Regions from separate parts of the Sus scrofa genome. Here region 2 is linked to region 1. The links are chromatin contacts, called in public Hi-C maps. All regions are on one chromosome and are shown on one strand. The core of a region is the stretch at or near the end of the contact, and the rest is flanking DNA. Distances in the headings are between cores, read along the strand shown. Region 1 overlaps SLX4IP (protein SLX4IP). Region 2 overlaps LOC106506610 (a long non-coding RNA gene).

The links. A called contact is a pair of places that touch in the nucleus more often than the background predicts.
Region 2: a Hi-C map of retroperitoneal adipose tissue shows a contact between it and region 1, with 2.7 times the contacts expected there. The contact joins two enhancer-like sites. A contact is called at or near these places in 2 of 47 Hi-C or Micro-C datasets (mesenteric adipose tissue and retroperitoneal adipose tissue).

What each region holds. Positions count from the first base shown.
Region 1 is chr17:19,491,202-19,497,487 of Sscrofa11.1, forward strand. The region is part of intron 2 of SLX4IP (protein SLX4IP); the gene reads left to right. Among named protein-coding and RNA genes, the nearest start is that of SLX4IP, 130 kb to the left of the region's middle. Within about 2 kb of position 2,605, at least 27 of the 83 cell types and tissues checked have an H3K27ac peak or open chromatin away from gene starts, as enhancers often do. A contact at or near this core is called in retroperitoneal adipose tissue, where this site is marked.
Region 2 is chr17:20,135,849-20,142,134 of Sscrofa11.1, forward strand. All of the region lies in intron 7 of LOC106506610 (a long non-coding RNA gene), which reads left to right. All of the region lies in intron 2 of LOC110257380 (a long non-coding RNA gene), which reads right to left. Among named protein-coding and RNA genes, the nearest start is that of TRNAC-ACA, 25 kb to the right of the region's middle. Within about 2 kb of position 2,428, at least 10 of the 83 cell types and tissues checked have an H3K27ac peak or open chromatin away from gene starts, as enhancers often do. A contact at or near this core is called in retroperitoneal adipose tissue, where this site is marked.

The DNA of each region.
Region 1 (6,286 bases), core at 1,355-3,854:
CCACAGCAGGAACTCCCTGGGTGTATATATTTTAAACATGCTCCCTCTTGAACAAGCATGTGACTTTTAAATTTCATGCTCTACCATATAAGCAGTTTGTTTTGATATGAAAATATTTAACATTTTGTTAAAGCCTTTCGGTAAAGTTGATGCACCAAGAAGATAATTGCTGTGTCTTTTCATGAAGATCTTCAGGAGAAATGTTTTTCTAGGTGTGGTGCTGGGATTGACTGAATTCTCCTCAGCACAGATTGGGCTTCTTGCTTGTTCTGTTTGTAACTAGCAAACTGAGAGTAGAATGTTGCAGAGACTCAGGCCCGCAGTGGGGCTTTTGTCCAGACCTATCAGACCTTATCGCTGGCCTCATTTTGTTTTTACGCTTTGTTTTTCCTACTTGTTCCCCCCTTGAAAATCTTTGCCCTGTTACTATAAGCTACCTTAAATCCTTAATTCCAGGTGCCTGTATAATGCCAGTGACAATTTCAACAGACCCATATGGAGAAGCTGCCTGCAGGCAGCCCCGGGGGCACAATTGAAACTGTCCATCCTTGGAGTTCCCATTGTGGCTCAGTGGTAACAAACCCGACTAGAATCCCTGAGGATGCGGGTTCGATCCCTGGCCTCACTCAGTGGGTTAAGGATCTGGCATTGCCGTGAGCTACAGTGTAGGTCACAGGTGCGGCTCGGATCTGGCGTTGCTGTGGCTGTGGTATAGGTTGACCCCTAGCCTGGGAAATTCTGTATGCCTCAGGTGTGGCCCTTAAAAGAAAAAAAGAAAAGAAACTGTTCATCCTTGCCCCCCTTGCCCCCCACGCCCCCGCACCCAACCATATCCTCTTGACTGTCTTCTGAGTATCCCTCGAATCTGCCTTTTCCTTCTTACCTCAGGACCACCTTCTGCTGCCTCTTGTTTGGGCTCTTGTGGTTGCTTTAAACCTGTACACCTGGCCCTGGTCACTTCCACCCCCAGTCTCCCTCCGCCTGACCCGGGCTCCTCTCTGCTCTGAGTCCCCCTGCCTGCTGCCTCATCTGCTGACCAGGCCTGTTTCTGCCTTACCAGAGCACTCCCTGCTATTTGGGCCTCTTTCCCTGTGTGGGTGCGTTTTTCTTTCTCCATCACTAGCTACCCTTGCTTCCTGGGGATGCAGGTGAGACCTCATGCCCTCCTCCCTGGCCTCCCTCAGGCAGAGTTGTCCTTCAGCTACATCTGGTCCTGGGCATGCACGATGCACAGCCTCCAGCTGTGCTGACCTCCCTCTTTCAGGGTCTGGCCCAGGGTACACGTGAAACTCAGCAGGGAATGAATACGTACACGAATGAATGAATACATGAATGAATGAATACACGAATGAATGAATACATGAATGAATGAATACACGAATGAATACATGAATGAATGAATACATGAATGAATACATGAATGAATGAATGAATGTGAGGAAGCTCTGAACCTACCTGAGATATCTACATGGATGAGAAGTGTTAGCATTTTCACCTCCATTTTATACTTCATGTAAAATTAGAACAAGACACAGAGTTCCCATTGTGACTCAGCAGGTTAAGAACCTGACATAGTGTCCCTGAGGATGCAAGTTTGATCCCTGGCCTCGCTCAGTGGGTTAAGGAGCCAGCATTGCCTCAAGCTTCGGTGTAGGTAGCAGATGAGGCTCAGATCCTGTATTGCTGTGGCTGTGGCATAGGCCAGCAGCTGCATCTCCATTTCAAGCCCCTAGCCTGGGAACTTCCATGTGCCACAGGTGTGGCCCTAAAAAGACAAAAAAAAAAAAAAAAAAAAAAAAATTAGACAAGATATCCCACTGCTGAAGACTTGGTAATAGTTAAGTTTCGGCTTTGGAATTCTTTGGAAAGAGATAGGAAAAAATCACCAACTTGCTCAGTTGGCAGTGAGCTTGGGGTGAGGTAATCCTAGGATCCTTGAATTTGCTTTTTCCAAAATATGGAAAATGAGTGGTTGTCACTGGTGATGACATAGTTGTCGCCACTCCAGAATAAGGAGGGAGACAGTAGTTCTGTGACACATCAGTGTCCTGGGCTCACTCAGAATGACCTTGTCCCCAGAGCAGGCTTGGAGCCCCCAGTTTGCAGACAAGGCCTAGGTGTCCTGCCACTTGTTCGTTCCTGCCTTCCTTCCCTTCACCAATGGGCATTTACTGTGAGCCAGCTCTGCTCTGATTCCAAGGGTACAGGGGGACCGGTGTAGACCCTGTACCCAGGAGCTGACAGTATAACAGGGAACGCCCCTATGGAGCAGCCGCTCAGTGCAGGAATGACCACAGAATCATCTGTGCTGACCTGGAGGAGGGAGTGACAGACTGTTCAGAAAAGCTCCACAGAAATGGCCACGCCTCCACTAGGGTTCGAGGATCCGTGGGAGCCTTCTGAGCACAGAAGCATCCAGGTGCTTTGAAAGCACAGGGCAAAGAGCATGTGGGGGAGGGTGCTGGAAGCAGAGGAGGGCCTTGTCAGGGGCTTGAGGTCTGGGCATTCCATCTGTGTGGCAGACGTGGCTCTCATGGAGGCCTGAAGAACTCATCTAGGGCTCAGAGAAGTGGCTCTGATGTTCCAAGTGGGAGATGACGTGAGCTAGGGAACCAGAGAGGAGGCGTGTGCTTTGCTCTTGAAGAAGTGAAATCGACCAGGCGTGGTGACCGATGGTGGTGCGGGGGGGGGAGGGGGGGAGGGAGGAGTTGGGGTGACTCCCAGGTTTTTGACCGAAACCTCTGGGTGTAGCCAGGGGAGGAAGCTGGGATGGGCCCCAGCCCAGGGCATGGGATGCAGAGCTGTCTCTAGTAGCCCCTGGGCTGTGAGAGAGGTAACCTGGCCTGTGTGAAAGGAGCAGCTCAGGCCTGAGAACCCAGTGATGCTCACTCTGCTGTGCTGCTTTGCTTGGAAGAGCTGGAGAGTTGCTCTGGGAGAGAAATAGCCTAATTAAGGGGGAGTGGGAGGCGGGGCATGCTGCTGGCAGCAGTCAGAGGTGGTTTTCTTTCTTTCTTTCTTTTTTTTTTTTCCCACTTCTGTTTACTCATGGGAGAAAAGAAGCAAAGCTTTGAGGCAGGGAACTTTAGACAGGCAAAATACCTCTGATTAGTGTGGGAGTTGGAGAGAACTCTTGCTGGAGAACTCAGAAGGCTGGCTGCAGAGGGAGAGCCCCGGCATGGGGGAAGGGGCTCGGGGAGTCTGGCAGGAAGCCCAGGAAAGTCTGAGCACCAGAGTAAGATTCAGTGATTTATTAAAAAAAAAACAAAAACAACAACAAAAAATTTTAATAAGTCTGCTTGGAACCAACCAGACTACTTTGGGATCAAAATTACAAGCAATGAAAAAATGTCAAATTGGACCTTACTATTCAATTTTTTTTAGAAAGTTACTATTACGTAGTTCCAGTTCAAGTTGTTCAAACATCAATTTTTTTTTAATTTAAAAATATTATCATTGCTGATGATGAAGGGGGGAAACCCAGCAGAACATGTGTGAGGCATGTCTCCCCTCTTTAGAGGGGCTTTTGTTCCAGGATACCTGCAATCTCAACAGGCTTATGATAGAATTCAGAGGGTTGGTGAACTTGCATGGGAAAAAAGTTACATCTTTATTTTGATCAAGTTCTAATTATTTTTTTAACTTTTAAAAAATTAGGGGAGTTCACATTGTGGCACAGCAGAAAGTAATCTGACTAAGAACCATGGGGTTGTGGGTTCCATCCCTGGCCTCACTCAGTGGGTTAAGGATCCGGTGTTGCCCATGAGCTGTGATGTAGTTCACAGGTGCAGCTCGGATCTGGTGTTGCTGTGGCTGTGTCATGGGCTGGCAGCTGTAGCTCCGATTTGACCCCTAGCCTGGGAACCTCCATATGCTGCAGGTGTGGCCCTAAAAAGAAAAAAAAAAAATTAGGGCCACACTGGCGGCATATGAAAGTTCCTATGCTAGGGATCAAATCGGAGCTGTAGCCACTGGTCTATACCACAGCCACAGCAAAGCCAGATCCAAGCTGTATCTGTAGCCACTGGTCTATACCACAGCCACAGCAAAGCCAGATCCAAGCCGTATCTGTAGCCACTGGTCTATACCACAGCCACAGCAAAGCCAGATCCAAGCCGTATCTGCAAACTACACCAGAGCTTAGGGCAATGCTGGATCCTTAACCTGCAGAGCTAGGCAAGGGATCGAACGGGCATCCTCACACATACTAGTCAGGTTCTTAACCCCCTAGGCCACAATAGAAACTCCTAAATTTTGTTTTTATTATGAATGAAAAATGCAGAACACAATAAATTAGCAATATTTGTTACCATTAGAAATCACAACTCTTTTCATATAGTGTGATAGATATCTGAAAATGTAATTTATGCTTATCACTACTTTGGATTTATCGTAGTTTTTAGATTCACCACTATCTGAAGAGAGCCAGTGCTTTATTGAACAAGTCCATTCATTACTATGTGACAGATTTTTTTTAAAAATATGGATACCCATACTTCAGCATAATTGGTTTTCCTTTCGAATCCTATGCACTGTGTTTCCATGCATTTAAAAACATTATTACGAGCAGGTTTCATCAGCTTCACAACTGACCGAAGAGGTCCGTGGCACACGAGAGGTTAATAACCCCTGGCTAAGATCCTGTAGCTGTGGCATAAGACCTCCACCTGGTGGCAGCATACTCCTTAAAGGTTAACTCTATAATCAACATTTGTGAAGAAACTTAGAATAACAGTATATTTGAATATGGTTTTCAAAAATTTTTGACCACAACCCACAGTAAGGAATAGGCTTTATATTATAATCAGTATGCTCATTCATAACTTTCACAAAACAAGACTTGACCAAGGTATAACCATTGATATTTTTTCTCCCACTGCAATATTCTCTTCAACTCTATTTCCTTAAGACAAAATGCTGGCTACAACACACTGAACTGCAGTTCCGTGGGTCACACTGCACTGTTTGACGTTGTGGGAGGACCATTTTTCATTATTCTTTACAATTTATTACCCAGGGAAGTTCACTTTGGTCTCCCCTAAAACCCGCACATTTTCAGGGACATAACTTATACCTTAAATAACTGTCAACAAATATGAGTGTATTTTTACAAATATTTTAAAAATTGTTTATTGATATGTAGCATATGTGCAGGGGAATGAACTGGTCTTAAGTGTCTATCAAGACAGAATACTTTTATCACCACACAAAGCTCTCCCATCAGTTTCTCCATAGGTAAGCACTGTTCTGATTACTTTGACCATAGATTTAATTTTGCTTTTCTAGAACTTTATATCAGTGGAATCACAGAGGACGTACTTTAGCCTGGCTTTGCTCAGTGCAACGACGTTGAGATTAGTCTGTTTTGGGCTTGGTGAGGAGCATTCTGTGGCATGAATGTACCATGCTTTCTTTTTTTTTCTTTTTTTTTTTTTTTTTGGTCTTTTTAGGGTTGCACCGTGGCATATGGAGCTTCCCAGGATAGGGGTCCAATTGGAGCTGCAGCCACTGGCCTATACCACAGGCACAGTAATGTGGGATCCGAGCTGCATCTGCGACCTACACCACAGCTCACAGCAATGCCTGATCCTTAACCCACTGAGGGAGGCCAGGGATTGAACCTGCGTCCTCATGGATACTAGTCAGATTCACTTCCACTGAGCCACGACAGGAACACCTACCACACTTTCTTTAGTCTCCTGTAGAGAGACTGTGGGATTGTCTTCCATTTTGACTCTTGCAAATAAAACTTTCACATACCTTTGTATACATGTCTTTGTGCGCACATTTGTTTTACCTCTTGGGTAAATAAATACCTGAGGTGGAATTGCTGGCTTGGGTGGTAAATCCGTGTGTGTTTAACTATGGGAAACTGACAGACCATTTGCTGAGGTGGCTGAACCACTAGCAGTGTGTGTGTTTGGATTGCTCCCACCCTCATCTACATTTGGTGTGCATCAGTCTTTTTCACTGTAGTCGTTGTGGTAGGTGTGTAGTTAGCTGTGTCTCTCAGTGTTAATTTGCATTTGCTTGACGACTAATGATGTTGGACACTTTTTTCCACGTGCTTACTTGCCGATTATTTATCTTAATTGTGAAGTGTCTGTTCAAGCTTGGGTTGTTTCTTTAACATCAACTCGTAGGAGTGTTTTTCACACATTTTAGATTCTAGTCCTTTGTGTCAGACATAGGCATGTATGAATATTTTCTCCCAGTATGTGGCATGCATATCCATTTTATTAATGGTGTCTTTCGATGAGCAAATTTTTTTTTTTTCATGACCACACCC
Region 2 (6,286 bases), core at 1,178-3,677, 640 kb after region 1:
TTGGTAAAAAGGAATAGACATATTCATACCTATATGGTAACTTTGACCTTGACCAACTTAACCTTCCAATGGTCGTGACCATGCGTTATTCTTTTTAGAAGATATCAGTGTTGTTAGCAGAGCCCCTTGCATATACTAAGTACCCAATAAATAGCAGCTAAATACAGGATAAAATGAATACTGCCATTTTCTTTTTCAATCCCTAAGGGCCTGGCACAACTTCCAATAAATTCTAGGTTGTTTTCAGATGAAAAAACAGCAAAATGCTCTTATATCCAGGTTCTCATTTAACCCTGATGCAACCCCACAAAATGGTCGTGTTCACACTTTAAGATGAGAAAATTAAGCATAGAGAAGTTAAATGACTTGCTGAGGATCATTGAGAAATAAGTCATCTTGCCAGGCATCAAATCAAATCTTGATCTCTTTACACCATCAATTTTCTGTGTAGCATTGACAAATCCAAAGCCTGTCTCTCATTTACAAGTGGGGCTGCTTGGGAGACCTTCTTGAAGGTGGGGCATTTAATGGACAAGTTGTACTATCATCATTTTAGGTCAGCAGTCATGGCATCTACACCCACAAAACTGCCTCCTTTTCTCTTTATAAACTTAAAGGCTGAGTATTTCCCTTGTGAAAAATTCCCATACCTCATAAATAAATAAATATCCCATAAACTATGTTGCATATGATCTCAAGTTTAGATTCTTGGCTTTGCTGTCTGTTTGAATCTTAGGCTATCGTCGAACTCAAAGAACCTCCGAAGTCCCCACATATTTCAAGTTACACCTTTACCCTTCCCGTCTTGTGTGGAGTTTGAAATTCCAACTTGTTCCATTGAAATCTTCAATAAATGATCAATTATGCTATCAAATTCAGGCTGCCAGACACTTACGTACTCTTTCTTATATTTTTTTTTTATTATTTTCCCACTGTACAGCAAGGGGGTCAGGTCATCCTTAGATGTATGTATACATTGCAGTTACAGTTTTTTCCCCCACCCTTTCTTCTGTTGCGACATGAGTATCTAGACATAGTTCTCAATGCTATTCAGCAGGATCTCCTTATAAATCTATTCTAGGTTGTGTCTGATAAGCCCAAGCTCCCGATCCCTCCCACCCCCTCCCCCTCCCCCTCCCATCAGGCAACCACAAGTCTCTTCTCCAAGTCCATGATTTTCTTTTCTGAGGAGATGTTCATTTGTGCTGGATATTAGATTCCAGTTATAAGTGATATCATATGGTATTTGTCTTTGTCTTTGTCTTTCTGGCTCATTTCACTCAGTATGAGATTCTCTAGTTCCATCCATGTTGCTGCAAATGGCATTATGTCATCCTTTTTTATGGCTGAGTAGTATTCCATTGTGTATATATACCACCTCTTCCGAATCCAATCATCTGTCGATGGACATTTGGATTGTTTCCATGTCCTGGCTATTGTGAATAGTGCTGCAATGAACATGCGGGTGCATGTGTCTCTTTTAAGTAGAGCTTTGTCTGGATAGATGCCCAAGAGTGGTATTGCAGGGTCATATGGAAGTTCTATGTATAGATTTCTAAGGTATCTCCAAACTGTTCTCCATAGTGGCTGTACCAGTTTACATTCCCACCAGCAGTGCAGGAGGGTTCCCTTTTCTCCACAGCCCCTCCAGCACTTGTTATTTGTGGATTTATTAATGATGGCCATTCTGACTGGTGTGAGGTGGTATCTCATGGTAGTTTTGATTTGCATTTCTCTTATAATCAGCGATGTTGAGCATTTTTTCCTCTTTCTTATTTTATTTATTTATTTTCCCCATCATTTCCTTTAAAAACAAATCAAGTTGGATTAGCAAGAGGATTCTTCTTCCCTTTGGGTTTTGGTGTTTCATTTTGTATTGCCTTTTTTTTTTTTTTTTTTTTGATACAAAGTTTCAGTGTCCGTTCTGTAGAGATTTAGATGAAAAGCCATGCGTTTACAAAATGACAACCCATAGTCCCAAAGCTACAATGAACAAGACACTTTTGGAGAAGAAGATGGAGAAGAGCTTGGTAAAGTGAAGAATGCATGTTTTGAGGGGTCTGGAGACCCAGGTTTAAGGCCATGCCAAATCCCCTAGCCAGGCTCCATCTTAGTTCCTTTACAAAGTCTGGGCATGATAACAGCCGTTCCTTTGAGCAGCTTTGAGGCTCCTAAGAGGGTGATTAGGAGCACAAATTAAACTACGGATTTAATTGCCAAGTAGCATTATTATTGACCCAAACATAAAAATAGGTCTTTATCCATCATCAAAGAAAAAACCCAATGTTCTGTGTTCTGCTCTGTCCCACTGTGGCTGGGGAAAGAGGCTCTTTGTCCCTTTAAGAGCTCTCAGACACATCTCCAATCACATCCTAAAAGCCTTCCTGGTTGTGCCGCTTAGGTGCATCCGGTAGCACAGCCGTGTTCCGATCTTCCTGGCAGATGTCATAATTTACTGTCACCCTCATGCAGGAATGTGGTGCAAGGGGCCCCCTCTCTGGCTCTGTGATCCATTGCCTGACAAGTCCCAGTGTCAACCTTCACCAGGCCCAGCGGACGTGGAACACCATTTACCTGATAGGGCTGGTGATAAAGTGGGCAATTAGATGCACTTGGAAAATCCTGGCTGGAAACTGGCTGGCATTTGAGAAACATTACAGCTGAGTCGGGCTTCATAAAAGTTAAAGGGGGAAAATTAAGTCTTTCACAATCTACCTTGGTCTCTAAGGAAGTCAGGAGCCCAGAGCCCTATAGCTTTATCTTTTTTTGTGTCTCCCCAACCTTTTCACTCTATTTCCCCCAGACAGGAGACAAGGTAATATATTCTCACTGGAGATGGGAATGCATGGGAGAGACTTGAGGGTTAATGTTTCAAGTTTTTGATCTCAGAGCCGTGTGTGTTATTTCCTGAGCCCTCCATTCTCCCTCTCTCTTTCTCTCTCTCTCATATACAGACACACACAGTCACAGTGCTGGGATTTAACTTGGCACATTAGCTTCCATTTGGCCTGGAGTTTCTCTAGTGTGGTGCCAGCTCGCAAGTGTGATTTACTCAACATGTCTTTGCGGGCCCCCTCTTCATGTTCTCCTCACTGGGGTGCATCAGCTTGTTACTGATTAATGAGTCTGGGAGGTGAGTGACAGTTATCTGAAGGGCTCCCCAAAGTTGGATTCAAGAGACTGGCCCATATCTCCTGCTGCATTAAAGGTAGTTAGATTTCCTGCTGATAAGAGCACATGGAAAATAACTGTGCTCGCCCCTACCCCCACCTCCAAGCTGCCAGGAGCCAATCTCTCTGTATCAGGTCTCTCTGCTGCCCTGTACCTTTGCCATTTCCCTTCAGGCTGATAAACATTTCACCAACGAGAAGTAGGAAGTACGTCGAGAGGCTGGTCCAACTTGGGGCCTCATTTGGACGTGGAGGCTTTCTGAAATTGAAAAGTCAGGACTGATCTGGAAAAATGTGCTTACAGACAGTGGAACAGGAAAACGATTTCCTCCCCAAGGCTGGTTCCGCCTCCTCTGCTGGGTGGAGAAGGTGGGAGGAAGGGACAGGGCGTTCTCCGTGCCATTGGAATTCCCCTTTAGAGTCGGAGAATATGAGCAAGCCTTTGGCTTTTATTGTGTGTGTGTGTATTCTATTTTTCACCTAAAATAATCAGCTTGCAGAGAGGAAACAGAGGTACCTCCAGGAGGTTTTTTCCATCTTTAAAAAATGATGGGCTGGTAGGCTTCTAGAGGATGCTGGTGGCTGGATGGTGGGGACCACTTAGGTTTGGTGCCTGATTATAAGGAGGACAAGGGACAGCCAAGGGCCACCGGGTGTGTCCTGGTGCCAGAACTGCTTCATTGACGTGAGAGAGGAAGAATGACTGGGTCTGCTCCCCAACATTTTGAGAGGATGTCTGGGATTCTGGGTCAAGAAAGTCACAATCCCTTTGATGAATAAACCGGCTGTTTTAGTTGTTGAAGGTTAGGGAGAGTAAGCAACAGGGAATAGCAAATGATGTAGGTAGCGTGATGTTGACGTGTTCTTCCCCCATGTGTACCATGGTCCCTCCTGTCTTCCTGTGATGCTGACAAAACAGACTCAAGTGACATTTTCCTTAGAATACCTTCTCCTGGGCTTGAAGCCTGCCTCACTTATTGTCTTTGAAGAGTACATTCGAATGAGCGGTTGACAAGATCATATTTAAAAAGGCAACTGATTATATATATATATATATATAAACATCTATATTTATAATCCCATATATATATCCATATATATATATGGATATACATCATTGTATCCATATATGTGGTAATTTCCCAAAGATCCAGGCCCTGTGGGGAGCATAACTTTCAAAGAGATGCACCTTTGTGGAGAGCCAGAGGTGCTCTACTTCTGTGCCATGAGACTTCCAGAGTTGCTATGGCAAATTGCAGGTATGACTTCAAGTCTTTACCCCTCCATCTAGCCTCCCCCTATGAAATCCCTCCCATCAGGAAATGGGGTCTATTTCCTTATCCCTTAAATTTGTCCCTGTGACTTGCCTGGACCAACAGTGGAGGTTATGCAGTGCTTGTTCTAAGCCCCGAGATGCCCTGTGTGCTTCCTCTCACTCACTCAATGCTCCTCTGTCACCACTAAGACAACATGCTTGAACACCTTGCTGGAGAGTGAGACTGGCCCAGAGCCAGGCCATCCATTTGTCCTAACTGAGGCCACCTTAAGCCAGTCAGCAGCTCACTGACCTCCAGAAATGTGAATGGGCCCATGCAAGCCCAACCTCAATGAAACTTAGAGTTTTGAGCCCAAGTTTGGGGGTGGATTGTTACGCAGCATTATTACAGCAATAAATAGCTGATGTCAGTTGCTTTCTGCCTAACATCGTGTTTCCAGGTCTCATTTCTCACCCAGATTGCTGATTTTTCTTCACTATAAGCACATTCCATCAAGGCCCTGGTTGGGCAGAGAATGAATGGAAGGTCTGTGGCTTCTTTTTCAACATTTGTATGCCCCCCTCCCCCTTTTGCTTTACCTTAATTCTTTCTTCCCCCATACCTACCACTTACCACCAGAACGCTTTGTTTTTCTAGGGGATTTTAAATCAACACCAGACAACCTTGGCATTAGCAGGGAAGTTCTCTCTATTCTTTACAAGCATTTTTTTTTTTTTAATTTTGGATTCCTTCTGACATCTGACAGAAAGAAACACAAGCAAAAAATAAACAAATCTGTGACACATCAGGTGGTACTTAGTGCTGTGGAGAAAAAAAATCAGCAGCAGAAGCCAATTACAGAGTGTATGGGGGAAAAGGGGGGGGGAAGGAACACACTGCTTCATAAAGGATCATCAGACAAGTCTTCTCTGAAAAGGAGATGTCTGAAGTAATGTTGGGTGAATTTAATTTTTCTAGAGCATATTTAAGTGGGAGGAGAGAAACAAAGACATTACCTTCCTGATTATCCACTTCAAGGACCGACATGGAGACATAAAGAATCATGACGGTTTACCCAGGAAAGTGCTATATTCATCTGTGGTCACCATGGGAAGGAGACAACACTGCAGGGCCTGCAACCCTTCACATGCTTCACCCTTTAGTATCAGGCTTATAATAAGCACCCGTTGGGATTGGAATCTAGAGAGCCAGATTCTCACATCTGTACTGCCATAAGGAAATCTGTGACCTTGGCACAGTCATTTATTTTCTCTGGGCTGGATTTTTCTCATTTGTCAAGTAGGGGCTTGAATTTGATGCACTGTAAGGAAACTATCAGATCTGACATTCTATGGTTTCACAAGTTTGTACAGCTGGGATTGCCCTGGGCTTTGAAGGGGGAAAAAAAAGGAAGTATGATAATAATATTGCCCTTCCCGCAGTCACTTATAATCATCTTGAATTCTTCATGAAGATGAAAGAGATAGAAATAATCATGCAAGGTTGTAGAAAACCATACATGTTAGAGCAATTGGAAGAACATCCTTTTTCTCCCTGACCAAGTCCACCTACCCTCTGCCCCAAATCTGGAAGTAACAAGTCTGCTTTTTCACAAATTTTCCTAAATCTTAGAGCTTTGGTCCTTTGTTGTACCAGGTTCTAATTTCAAAGGATGGTGCAAGACTTGGCTATCAAAGTTTCTATACATCTCCTATTTGGGCTCGGGCATGTTCCTGGGTGATAGGGCCATTGCTGGTGGTAATTTTGGATGAGAGGGCGCCTACAGTGACTTTCCACTCATTCTCTGCCCAACCAGGGCCTCAATGGAATGTGCTTATGGTGAAGAAAAATCACGGCAAA